Regions from separate parts of the Sus scrofa genome. Here regions 2 and 3 are each linked to region 1. A link is a contact called in public promoter capture Hi-C data. All regions are on one chromosome and are shown on one strand. Each heading gives the region's core, a stretch centred on a gene start, on an enhancer-like site or on the middle of the called end of the contact. The rest is flanking DNA. Distances are from core to core; before and after follow the strand shown. Region 1 holds the start of CEP57L1 (centrosomal protein CEP57L1). Region 2 holds the start of SNX3 (sorting nexin-3). Region 3 holds the start of AFG1L (lactation elevated protein 1).

Evidence for each region. Promoter capture Hi-C pulls out the DNA fragments that hold promoters and counts their contacts.
Region 2: a contact with region 1 is called in a promoter capture Hi-C map of liver, with 13 times the contacts expected there. The contact joins the promoter of SNX3 here to the promoter of CEP57L1 in region 1. A contact is called at or near these places in 2 of 5 promoter capture datasets (fetal skeletal muscle and liver), 3 of 47 Hi-C or Micro-C datasets (embryonic fibroblasts, heart right ventricle and liver) and 2 of 2 datasets of contacts at active chromatin or transcription factors (alveolar macrophages and skeletal muscle).
Region 3: a contact with region 1 is called in a promoter capture Hi-C map of liver, with 5 times the contacts expected there. The contact joins the promoter of AFG1L here to the promoter of CEP57L1 in region 1. A contact is called at or near these places in 1 of 5 promoter capture datasets (liver), 3 of 47 Hi-C or Micro-C datasets (embryonic fibroblasts, heart right ventricle and liver) and 1 of 2 datasets of contacts at active chromatin or transcription factors (skeletal muscle).

What each region holds. Positions count from the first base shown.
Region 1 is chr1:75,169,135-75,173,533 of Sscrofa11.1, reverse strand. It overlaps CEP57L1 (centrosomal protein CEP57L1), which reads right to left and starts at 2,541. Exons shown (of 11, transcript XM_021090896.1): 1 at 2,152-2,541. The coding sequence starts at 2,274. It overlaps SESN1 (sestrin-1), which reads left to right and starts at 3,160. Exons shown (of 10, transcript XM_021090855.1): 1 at 3,160-4,259. The coding sequence starts at 3,981.
Region 2 is chr1:74,347,475-74,351,873 of Sscrofa11.1, reverse strand. It overlaps SNX3 (sorting nexin-3), which reads left to right and starts at 2,139. Exons shown (of 4, transcript XM_021090786.1): 1 at 2,139-2,910. The coding sequence starts at 2,815.
Region 3 is chr1:74,365,252-74,369,650 of Sscrofa11.1, reverse strand. AFG1L (lactation elevated protein 1) reads right to left here and starts at 2,230. Exons shown (of 14, transcript XR_002343776.1): 1 at 1,876-2,230.

The DNA of each region.
Region 1 (4,399 bases), core at 1,292-3,791:
TTATTCTCATCTCCTGCCACACTGCTATTTGTTAAATGTGGGCACCCAGAGGCTTTTGCACTGGCTGTTCTCTTCACAGACATGTTTCTCCTCCAGGCACCTGCACATTTACTCTTTCCCCTCCTTCAGATCCCTCATATGTTCCCTTCTTGATTAGGCCTTCTCTGACCTTATTTAAAAGAGAATCTTGCCCCTAAAACTTGCCACTCCACATTCCCTTTCCCCGCTGGTTCTTATTTTTCTCTGCAGCATTTGTCTTCACTTACTATATATGCCACATATTTATTGTCTATCTCTCCTTAGCACAATGGAAGACCTATGAGAGTAAAAACTTTCATACATTGTGCTCAATAGTATATCCTCAATGTCCCCTTATACAGTAGGTATTTGATAAGATATTTGTTCAGTGAACAAATGGATAAAAAGGAATATAAGAGCCAGTAACTGAAGAAAGGTCTCCACAGATAGGTGGACAGTGGTGTACTAAGTGAGGCTGGAGAGGTGGAAGGGACCAGATGACATAAGATGACATTTGTAAAGAAATTTTGCCTTTAAAAGTAGGACACACACTGAATGGTTTTAAGTGAAAATGTGAATCTGAATGGATTTGCATTTTGAAAAGATGATTCTGGCTGCTGTGTGGAGAACTAATGGAGAAAGGCCAGAGTGAATAATCACTATTTCACCATTCCTGGCAAGAGTTTATGGCAGTTTAGAAAAGACTGTGCTTATGTAGATGGAGGCAAAGGATGGATTTGAGGGATATTTGGGAGACAAAATTGAGAGTACTTAAAAATAATTTGGCTACAGAGGTATGAAGGACATTAGGAAATCAAGGATAATGCATAGGTTTCAAATTTTCACAAGTGCATGGCAGTGCCCTAAGTGAAATAGGGAACACTGGGAAATAATCAGATTCATAAAAGATACTGTTCATTTGGTTTTAGGCATGTTAAGTCTGAGGTGCTTTTGAGATATCCAAGAAGAAACACCATAGAGATGGGCATAAGAAAGCTAAAAGGTGAAGCTGGATGAAATTATACATTTAAGTCATAGGTGGTGGTGAAACAAAGCTAAAAGGTGAAGTTGGATGAAATTATACATTTAAGTCATAGGTGGTGGTGAAACCATGGCTATGAATGAGATCATACTCAATCACAAAGTAAAAAGGAGACCCACACTTAAGAAACTACCCTATCCTTTGTGGGTTGGACAAAGGAAGATGAGCCTCCCCCCACCCCAAAAGACACAAGAAGGAGTGGCTTTGTTTTCTGAAATCATACTCATAAGAAGGAAGTTCTCATTTTTTAAAATTCTGATTTAAACAAGCAACATTAGAATGTTCTAGGCTTTCCAAATTAAACCAATTCATCAGAACTCTGTTCAAGGATAGGTCACTTTCAGAAACTATCTGGAAAATTCATAGTACGTTTCTCTTTTCTGCTCTTTACTCTTTTCTCTTTGCTGTATTGTACATCAAAACACAAAAAGCTATTCCTCCTGAAATGTATATGATTTTGGCTTATTGCAGTTTCCTGAAATTACTATCTCCCTCACTCTTGGCCTCACCATATGCTGTTCTTTTGACCCTCTTTCCCTGAGATGAAGATTTCCCTGACTTTCCAAGACCGGCCTAAGTGATCTTTCTAGCCATCCTAATAATATCATATAGTACTGTATGTTTAATGTGTGTACTGTACTTTATATATGTATTGTATAATGTTTAACCATTAGTTTAACTAGATGGGAACTGTGCGTTTTCCACTTGTCCAGTACTTGGTTTTTAGAAACTAAGTTTTAGAAACGCATGTATTGTGCAACATGAAAAATTAAAACTAATTTGTTATCAGTCCAGTGATAGCCCTTCAAACCTCAACTTTTCTCAAGAAGAATGACTTCAAACAGCAATATGCAAACAAATTATTTAATCTTTTAAAATTACTAAATTTTAGAGATTTTTATAAGTCTTTTTTCCATATGGTATTCTTAAAGCCTGCAAATATTCATATCTAGGAACACGAGGGATTCTTTTCCCTTCAGTTTTGTACAAAAAGGATTTGACAACTCTCTTTCAAAGTGTGGCACAGGATTTCTTCTGCGCAAATAAAGCCTCAAACAATCCTATGCAATGGCAAACAAAGGTGCACTTACACAGGGATACTGAGTCCATCCCGCGTGAGCCCACCTGACAGAGCAGAAGCAGAGGTAGCACCGCGGAGCACTAGTTTCCACAGCATCCCTCTTGCCTGACCTTATGCAGCTCTTTCCGACCATCCATGTCCTCTCAACGCGCCCGCGGTCTTGGGCACTCGGACTAGTTCTTCCCACGTAGATTACTGATAGTCCCTGGACTAAGGAGTACAGCTCTAAGGAGACGGCTTCCTTTCTAAAATCCCACAGGAAATGGAGGAAGGAAAAATACTGTCAAAGGAAAAGTGTCAGCCAAGCCCACAGTGCTCACCAAGCCAAATCTCTCAGTCAAATCTCCGGCAGCGCTAGCCGTTGGCTCGCAGGGAGCCACAGGCAACGTCGCAGTGGCTCCCGGGAGCTGTAGTTTCTGTCTCAAACAGAACGCGCCTACAGCACCAGAACTACACTTCCCAGAAGTCAATGCGAGGACGCCCTGCCTTCTTAAATCTGGTGTTTGGCGCAATAAAGAGTTTCTATTTTTTCCTCTGATTTTAAATTTTGATTCGAGTTCTTCCAGGAGTTTATCTGTGCCCTCCTTATTTGCGGTTCTTGTCTCGTGTGTGATAATTTCGGCGTATTTCAACTTTTCGTTACCCCCGTTCAGCCCAAAGAAGCCGAACGTCAAGGCAAAAAAAAACCAAAAAAACCAAAAAACAAAAAAAAAAAACGCCCCCCGAGCAGATTCGGTGCCTCTTAAGGCGCATGCGCCCGGCCCACCGTTACGCATGCGTAGCAGCCGTCAGCGGTTGGCGGCCGCTCGCGGGCTCGGGGTCCGGAGGTAGCTTGTTGGAGGGCGGGGCTTTTTCCGATGGCTTTGCCTCAGCGGGTCGCGTCTGCTTGGGCGGGGAAGAGGGCGCAGGGGCAGGGGCAGGGGCGGCTCCTGGCTTGTGCCGGGCGGAGAAAGGGGAGGGGCTGGGGGTGAGGACCCCGTCTCCCCTCCCCGCTCCCGCCCTCTGGGCCGAGCCCCATCGATGGGGCTGGGCGAAGGGGCGGGTTCTGCGCCTGGGGCCCTGCCGCTCCGCCAGCTTCGCGGCCCAGCCCCGCGATCGGGGATTGCTGGGCTGCCCTGTGCCGGTTTGGGTTGGCCGGCAGTGGGCGAGGATACCGGGATTGGAAGAGAAGCAGCGTCAGCCCGTGGATTCTGAATCCGCAGAGCCAGAGACGCGTTCCTCCAACGCCACCACCGAGACAGAGGCTGCACGAGACTGCAGCCCCTGGGGAGCGCCAGGGTCTCTAGCCGCGGCGTCCAGCGAGCCAGGGTTCGGCGAGCCTTTCCAGCCAGCGCCCGGCCGGGCGGGAGGAGCTGCGGAGGGCGGGGACTGGTGCCGGAGGAGGGGCGGGGTGGGAACGCTCCCGAGAACACCGTGGCTGCACGGACAAAAAACACCGAGTGGCTGCAGAGCGTTCAACTGTATCCAGCCTTTTGGGGCAGAGCACGGATTTGACAGCTCCACGGCTTGAGGATATCCGCTGACCCCGAGAGACGGAGAGGAACACTTCCCCGACACTGTCCAGCAAAGCCAGCTCTGTAAGGTTTCAACTTTCCAACTTTTTTTTTTTTTTTTTTTTTTTTTGTCTGACTAGAAGACTGCTACTCCGGGTAGAAGGAGAGGGCGAGCTCTGTCTGGTAGATCGAAGACATTTCTGGTACCAATGTCACCCAGGCTTATGTTTTCGTGACGATTCGATTTTTCTGATTTATTTCTTACATTTCTCGTTTTAAAAATACGAAGTGCTGTGGTGGACATGCTGAAAGATTGAAGAGGGCAGGAAAAAAAACTCCAGTTGTCATGGCTGAAGGAGAGAATGAAGTGAGATGGGATGGACTGTGCAGTAGAGATTCAACTACTAGAGAGACCGCACTGGAAAACATTAGGCAAATCATCGTGAGAAAAACCGAGTGTCTTCGTTTGGTGAAAGAGACACCTTATCGTCCATCAGAAGGCCTTTCAAATGCCATTTCTTTGGATGGGTTGAATAAGCTTCTTGCTCATCTGCTTATGCTTTCTAAGAGGTGTCCCTTTAAAGATGTAAGAGAGAAAAGTGAGTTTATTCTGAAGAGCGTCCAGGTAAGGAAGCGCATTTTAAGTACAATTGTGTTTCTAGTACAGTGTTTTGTTTGCAGTTATTCATTTTGTATTGGCTTCAAATAGGCTGTTATAATTTGAACCACTCAGCATCTTAAATTAAGTGGTCTATAAAACATTGA
Region 2 (4,399 bases), core at 890-3,389, 820 kb after region 1:
CTCTCGTTAATTCTAGTAGCTTATTCTTCATGGATATTTCTGAGAATATAATCAGATCTCCTGAAAAATAATTTTTTTCCTGATGTTTATCCTGGGAAGCTCTCCTCTCTCTCTCCCTCTCTCTTTTTTTTTGACCACACCCAAAGCATGAAGACGTTCCCATGCCACAGACTGAACCTGAGCCACCACAGAGACAAAGGCCAGGATCCTAAACCAGCTGAGCCAGTGGGTAAGTCCTGAGGAGCTCTTCTCTAGCTGTTTGACTGTGTTGCTACCTTCTATGGCTGCTTCCCCACTGCAGGCGAGTGTTATTACTGCTGCCCAAGGCTGCTCTGAGTGGCCTCCAGGGAATGAGATAGAAGAATAGCCAAATGATTGCTTTGTTCTAGTGTCACAGATGACAACACAATAGGGTGGTTCCTGGTCTCTTAGATTTTAAATACTCCAATTCAAAGAGTCATTTATACACATTTCTTGAGCTCACTGCTGTAGTCAGAACAGTCAAGTGTCTATTTGGTCTCAGGCCAGCGATCGAACCAGCAACCTCATGCTTCCTAGTGGCATTCGTTAACCACTGCGCCGTGAAGGGAACCCCTGGGTCACTCTTTATCACATTATCCACCTTTCTTTACTGCACCAATCATATTGGCAGTTATATTATTTGTTGGTTTATTTATTATCTGTTTCCCCAAGAGAAACCATACATTTGACAATTACCCTCATGAACTCAGGGAATTTCAATACCTTCTCCATCTTTTTACCTCCAGTATCGAAGTGGAAAACACAGAGTTCCCATTGTGGTGCAGTGGAAACGAATCCAACTAGGAACCATGAGGTTGCAGGTTTGACCCCTGGCCTCGCTCAGTGGGTTAAGGATCTGGCATTGCCGTGAGCTGTGTTTTAGATCACAGACAGAGCTTGGATTCAGCGCTGCTGTGCCTTGGGCGCAGGCCAACTCCTAGCCTGGGAGCCTTCATATGCCGCAGGTGTGGCCCTAAAAAGGCCAAAAAAAAAAAAAAAAAAGTGGAAAACACCGAGTAGGCCTTCAATAAATATTTATTGAATGAATGAATGTAGAGTTTTCTTGAAAATAATCTACGTGTTCTTTTTTTTTTTTTTTTTTTTTTTTTTTGTCTTTTGGCCATTTCCAGGGCCACTCCCTCGGCATATGGAGGTTCCCAGGCTAGGGGTCGAATCGGAGCTGTAGCTGGCCTACATCACAGCCACAGCAACGCGGGATCCGAGCCGCGTGTGAGACCTACACCACAGCTCACGGCAACGCCGGATCCTTTAACCCACTAAGCAAGGCCAGGGACCGAACCCATAACCTCATGGTTCCTAGTCGGATTCGTTAACCACTAAGCCACAACGGGAACTCCTCATTTTTTTTTTAATACCAACTGTACTTAGTGTTATTAAGAAGGGCTGCTAATGATTCAGACAACTTTTCAGCTTAAGGGACAGATCAGATTATTTAAAGAGAATGGGTTTTCTGAATCTAACATAAAACACACACACACACACAAAGAGCTGTGATACAACAACATCAAGGGCCATAACTCCCCAGGCAGGGCAGGAATAGACATCTATCCTTCTACCTCAATGCTCAAAGTCTGCATTTATTGGCAATCAACTATGATCTACTTAATTGTTTTGTCTTTTTTTCATTTCTGATAAAGGTTTATCCGAGTTCCACTTCAAATGCTGTACCGATGTTTTATCACCTTAAAAAAAAAAGCTACTGGAGTTCCCATAGTGGCTCAGGGGTTAACAAATCTGACTAGCATCCATGAGGACGTAGGTTCCATCCCTAGCCTTGCTGAGTGGATTAAGGATCTCAAGCCGTGCCATGAGCTGTGGTGTAGGCCAGCAGCTACAGCTCCAATTCCACCTCTCCATGTGCTGCAGGTGCGGCCCTAAAAAAAGCAAAAACGCAACAAAACAAAAACTTACTTAAATTTTGTAACTGAAGGGGGAAAGCTGCAGATCACTCAAACATCAGAAATTCAAGGCAGGCTTCGGCCCATATACTACCTGTTAATTTTAGCCCATCGGTCTCCCAAAACGGTTTGACCGTTGGATATGACGTCATTAAGTTGTTCCCACCTTCAATTTACCAAACCAGACACGTGTCCAGTGAGACTCCAAGTTGATATCAAAATCATCATTTGAGGCATATGTTCAAGGTTATCTAGAAAAGCATTTTCAGTGGTTTATGGTGAGACAGTGGATATGTCGGAATTGAGTTAGCATAGGCAGTTCTGTTCCACTTGCAGGCAAATCTCTTCCATCTCGTTGTTTAACTTGTCTGGCAGCTACCAAGGCCTCTAAGATCGTTTCCGGTGTTCTTCTCACCGTTCCAGGTCTAGGCGGATACATAAAGACAGGAAGCGCCCGCCCCCGCACTCCGGTCCTGGGTCCCATAGCACCTCGGACGCAGCCCAGTAGCGGCGCGCTCGCCCGGTGCATTGTGGGCGCTGTAGTCTGGCCGGAATCTGTTCGCGCCTACAAGACCCGTGACTCTCCTTCTCCGCCGGCGAGCTCGCCGTTCCTCTCCGTGGCTTCCGCTGGGCCTCCCGGCCTCGGGGCGCAGCGTTCCGTCGGGTGGGTTGTTTCCTGCTTGGGCTCAAGAGGCAGCAGCCAGAGCGGCGCGGGGAGGAGCTTCGCGCGCAAGGGTGAACGCCCGCTCTACGTGCTCGTTCGCCTTGCGACCGCTGCGCGCGAGTCCGGTGTCCCCGCGGCGGGCAGCAGAGGCGGCGTCGGTGGATCGCGGAGGGGGCGGAGGGAGTCCGCGGCGGCGGCTACAGCAGCGAAATGGCGGAGACCGTGGCGGACACCCGGCGGCTGATCACCAAGCCGCAGAACCTGAATGACGCTTACGGGCCTCCCAGCAACTTCCTCGAGATCGATGTGAGCAATCCGCAGACAGTGGGGGTCGGCCGGGGCCGCTTTACCACCTATGAAATCAGGGTCAAGGTGAGGCCATCTTTCCCCCCTACAGAGAGACCCCTCCCATAGTTCCCTGGTGCCCCTAGCCTTCCCTGGAGCGCGTCTCCCTAGCGGCCTTGGCTGTTGAGTCCGGGGCTGCTGGCTGACATGGTAGGGCAGTTCTGTCCACGGGCGGGGTCGGGGGCGAGGGCCCCTCTTCGTGTTGGGCTGGCTTGGGAGTTGCAGAGTGACCTGAGCCCCGTGCTGGCACTTGAGGACGGTACGCGAAGAGGGCGTGGGTTGAACGCCGCTTGCCCCTCAGGCAGCTGATCTCGGAATGACATTTGAGTTGGAAAGGGGTAGATCTTTCGAGAACACAGCTCTTCTTTGGGAAGGGAGCTAAATGTGACTGAGAAAGGGGATTTGCTCAAAGTTGAAGCCTTTTCAGTTTTCTTTTCCTGGACACTTTTCTCCGAGGTGGCCAAGCCTAGCTGATTGCTTGAGGCCCTTCCCGAGCTACCAGACTCACCTCGTTTGTACGCTTCCCTGAACAGAACCTCAGGGGAGTTTACAAAAGCCTCTGACAAATGTGGTAGGGCTGAGCCGGGCGAGAACTGCAATTGGAAATGATCGGCCCTAGCTTTCTGGGTCACTGTCTGTTAAAGGGTGAGAAGTGGGGAATGTTGCCTTCCTCACAAAACTACAACTGCTTTAAGAAAAGCTTGTTCGTTGAGGGATCTTGCTCTCTTAATTTAGAGATTTGCACTTCACTGAATGAAGGAATCAGTTGAAGTAGAAACACATTCATAATTTCATAATTAAAATTTGTTGGCAGTAAGTAATTCAGATGATTTGAAAGATGGTAATTGAGAATATTGCTTCACTTTCAGTCTACAGTTCAGGATTAAAGAAGTTACTCATGTATGGAAGTATCTTTAAAAATTGGTTACATAAAACGAATCCAGCTGTTAATGAACAACAAATTATTAAAAATTAAGCATAAGAATTTGGCTTTAGAGCAATCACAATATACATAACAAGTTACTATTAACATTTAAGTGGAGTGGTTCCTCTAACTTGAAATTTTTTTGTGGGGTAAAATATACACAAAATTTACCATCTTAACCATTTTTAACTGTACAGTTTAGTAGCGTTCAGTTTATTCACTGCCGTGAAACCTACACACTTTAAAAATGATTTACTTATCATGTAGTATTGTTTTAAAAATGTAGTAATCATCAAACTTTAAGATATCAAACTAGCAAGTTAATGTTCGAAACCATCCTTGTCTCCCTACTAAATGTGTAAACTGTAAGCCACAGTCTGTTATAGCAAAACTGCATATAGGGAAGTACATTATCATGTAAACCTAATGAAAAAGTGAGGCACTTTTTAAAAAAACTTGGAATGGCTTTGGATTGTCTTAGATATTATGGCATATTGTTCACTTTTAAAAAGAACTTCCTCTTTT
Region 3 (4,399 bases), core at 981-3,480, 800 kb after region 1:
GTAAGTCCAAGTATAGCCTTCATTTGAACCCACAAGTTCTGCATTTAACTAGCTATGTAACTTCCGCACCCTTAGATTGATTATCCCCTAATTGATAATGAGAATTAAACAAGAGAAAGTATGTAGAAAGCACTTAGCATATTGCATGACACAAAATAAGCATTCATGTTATTACGATCATATTCCTTAAATCCTAAATCTCATAAATCATGGTCCATGCATAGAATGAAATTCTATTTTAACCATTTAAAACATGAAGCAGTTTTACTCCTAATGATATGGAATGATCCCCAAGATACACTGAATTAAAAAAAAAAAAGGGGGAGTTCCCGTCGTGGCGCAGTGGTTAACGAATCCGACTAGGAACCATGAGGTTGCAGGTTCGGTCCCTGCCCTTGCTCAGTGGGTTCATCATCCAGCGTTGCCGTGAGCTGTGGTGTAGGTTGCAGACGCGGCTCGGATCCCGCGTTGCTGTGGCTCTGGCGTAGGCTGGTGGCTACAGCTCCGATTCAACCCCTAGCCTGGGAACCTCCATATGCCGCAGGAGCGGCCCAAGAAATAGCAACAACAACAACAACAACAAAAAAGACAAAAAAAAAAAAAAAAAAAAAGGACCAGAACAGCGTGTATATTACCACTTCTACTTTTTAATACACATATTTATAAACATATGATTGTATATAAACAGAATGTCTCTGGAAAAATACATAAGAAACAAGTATTAGGAGTTGCCTCTGGAAAGGCAAACTGAGTGACTATGGAATAGGAGTGGAAAAAAGTCAACGCTTTACCATATTCTTTCTTTTCCCTTTTGAATTTTGTAGCATTTGCTTGAATTGTCTAGTTCAAAATTTAACAATAGTTTATATTATGATGGAAATCTCATGCTACCAAAATATTCCATTATATAAGTGGATTACACTAAACTTTGCAGAAAAACCTGTAGTCACAGTTCTAGCATCAATTTCAACTTTATCGACTATAACAATCAAAGACTGATAGTTTTAGCTAAATTAGCCAATGCGAATCATTTTAAGATGTATGGGGAGGGATGCCTGAAGATTTAAAAAAAATTTAAAAAAAGGAAAGCGTTCAAGAATTTGGATGAGTGAGCAATAAGAATAATGTTATTCGTTCAAAAACATATCTGCCCATCAGGCACCAAACACTGTGCTAAGTGCTGAAGAACCAATGACACCTGGTCCTTGCCATTGAGTAGCCCTGATTTAGTGGGAGTATATGAATAGAGCAGTAAAATTATCACTCCTGTGGGCTTGATTACTCAAAATATAGGTTCATTCATTTGGAAACACGTAACAATTTGAATGAATGAATGAATATATGAAGCAAGCCTGGTGACAAAGTGACCTTGCTGAAGCCTCTAGTAATTTGAAAAGAACAAAAAGAATCAATCTCTCAGTCTGGGAATGCTCGGACACTTGCACTCCCAGAAGCCAGAGAGCCAAAAGGGCCTGCAAGCGTCAGAGGCTTGGCTTTTAGGTACAGTCCCAGGTCAACAGGAAAGGCGCAGGATGAAGAGTCCCCAGGCCTTAACCTGACACTTGGCATCCTTTCAAGCCAGGTACTCCCCCACTTGGGCTTACAAGGTCTCAACTTTCTAACATGTGGGAGGGAACGAACCCTGAGTCGACCTCTGAACCCTCAAAATGAAGGTCACTCTCAGCCACCTCCCTCAGTGCCCAGGGCTCCTTCATCAGCAGACTGTAACAGAAAATGCAAGAGAGCATGAAACTCCTCTCGAGAAAACCTCTCGAAAATTATGAACCAAGTAGGCGCTCGGGCAGCTCGAGGAGTGAGGGTGACTGCCCCGGTCCTATGCAGTCGGCTCGGCCTACTCCAGGCACAGTCACTGACCTTTACAGAGAGAGTTTCCAGGGGCGGTGGCCGGAGGGGCGAGAGCAGCGGCCCAGGCCCTGCACCCAACACATCTCCCTCTCAACCGGCTCTGCGCTAAGCGGAGGGTAACCAAGGGCGACCAGGAGGCCGCCATCTTGAGCTCCGTACAAGGGGAGCAAAAGGAAAACTTTATTGAAACCCAGAAGAAAGACGGTAGCACCGACAAATCCTGCAGTGCTCACAGAAGGCTCCGCCCGTGAGAGAACGAAAGAGAGAAGCGGAAAAAACGCAAGCTCAAGTAGCTAGGGGGCGGGCTGACTCCCATGCCCTCTGATCTCTCTTCCAGAGCAGACACTTGCAACTACGACTCCCAGCATGCAGTGCGGTGGCGCCGAAGGCGGTGCGGGGCAGGCAGCTCTGGGCTTGGGGGGAGGGGCACTTCTCCGCCCAGCGAAGGCAGCCGAGGATTCCACAACACTTTCAAGGAATTGGAACGGGATTACGACGTGTAAAGTAACCCCCCCTGAGCCTTTTAGGTTAGCATACCTGACTGAGACTCCAAAACCTAAATAAAATGTAAGTTTTTGCACAGCAAAGGAAACCATAAACAAAACAAAGAGACAACCCACAGAATGGGAGAAAATATTTGCTAATGAAACAACTGATAAGGGATTAATCTCTGAAATATATAAACACCTCCCGCAGCTCAATATCAAAAATCCAAAACAACCCGGTCAAAAAAATGGGCAAATGTAAATAGACATTTCTCCAAATGAGACATACAGATGGCCAAAAAACACATGACAAGATGCTCAACATCACTAATTATTAGAGAAATGCAAATCAAAACTACAATGAGGTACCACCTTACACTAGCCAGAATGGCCATTATCAAAAAGTTTACAAATAATAAATGCTGGAGAGGGTGTAGAGAAAAAGGAATCCTTTTACACTGTTGATGGGAATGTACACTCATGTAACCACTATGGAAAACAGTATGGAGGTTACTCAAAAAACAAAAAATAGAACTACCATATGATCCAGCAATCCCACTCCTGGGCATCTATCAAGAGAAAACCATAATTTGAAAAGATAAATGCACCCCAATATTTATTGCAGCACTATTACAATAGCCAGACATGGAAGCAACCTAAATGTCCATCAACAGAGGAATGAATAAAGAAGATTTGGTACATATATGCAATGGAATATTACTCAGCCATAAAAAAAAGAACAAAATAATGCCATTTACAGCAACATGGATGGACACAGAAACTATCGTTCTAAGCCATACAGTGAAAGGCAAACATCATATGAAATCACCTTTATGTGGAATCTTAAATAAAGGGGGGGAGGTACAAATGAACTTATTTGCAGAGCAGAAACGGTCTCACAGACTTTGAAAAACTTATGATTACCAAAGGGGACAGGTTGAGGAGTGGGAGGGATGGACTAGGAATTTGGGATTGGCATATGCGCACTGAGGTATATGGAAGGACTGGCCAATGGGGACCTGCTATATAGCACAGAGAACTCTACCCAGTATTCTGTGATAATCTATGTGGAAAAAGAATCCGAGAGAGAATGAATCTATGTATATGCGTGACTGGATCACTTTGTTGTACAGCAGAAATTATCACAGTCTTATAAATTAACTATAGTTCAATAAACCTAAAAAAACAATCAAAATAAAAAGTGGAGGATCCATTGGGCCCTCATATTTTAACAAAATATTGGTTACATCCCTAAGTGGTAGCCCCAGTTTGCCTCCAGTGTCCAGCTCATCTTTGGCAGAGTACCTGAAAAGTGCTATCACCTTTGTTTTCTGTAATGTAAATAATTTTCAATGTGGAATAAACTCAGATGTTTAGAAAGAACTTGTGTAGCGTGGGAAAGCCAGTGAACCACTGGACTGAATGGCCTTGAGACCATGTATCCAAAGAGGAATATCTAAGTGATCTTCCCTAATTTGATTAAACAAAAAATATTTGGAGTATATAGGGTTAACAAAGTGCTATCCAAAAGAAGCAGGCAATCCTGTAGGAGGGACAAAGGAATCGATAAAAGATTCTACCAGATGTTGTTGAATCAATGAAAGAGCACTTTGGCTGGGAAATCAGGAAAGCCTTCTAGAAGCTTTACTTTTAACAGGAAATGAAGACCTTCCAAAAATAGAAAACAGAGTGAACTAAGGCAGGCAGACAGGCATGCAAGCAAGAAAATCTGGATTACAGGAAAAGAGAAAGTTTCAGTTGTATGAAAACTAAATAAAAAGACATTAGAAAGAATTCCAGGAATTTAGGTAGTTAGTTGGTCTACAATAGAAGTGTCCAAAGAAACAGGAAAAGAGAACATAACAGGATAAATAATTTGGAGACTTCTTTACTGACTCTGTCAAATCATTTATAGAAAAATTATTTTGATTGTGTCTTCCAAAATGTCAATTCACACTATTTTTTTCTATCTTTAATGTCATTGCTGACATGACAAACTATTCCTTCATGCTGTTTCATTTAATGTTACTAATTATTGGTATGGCACT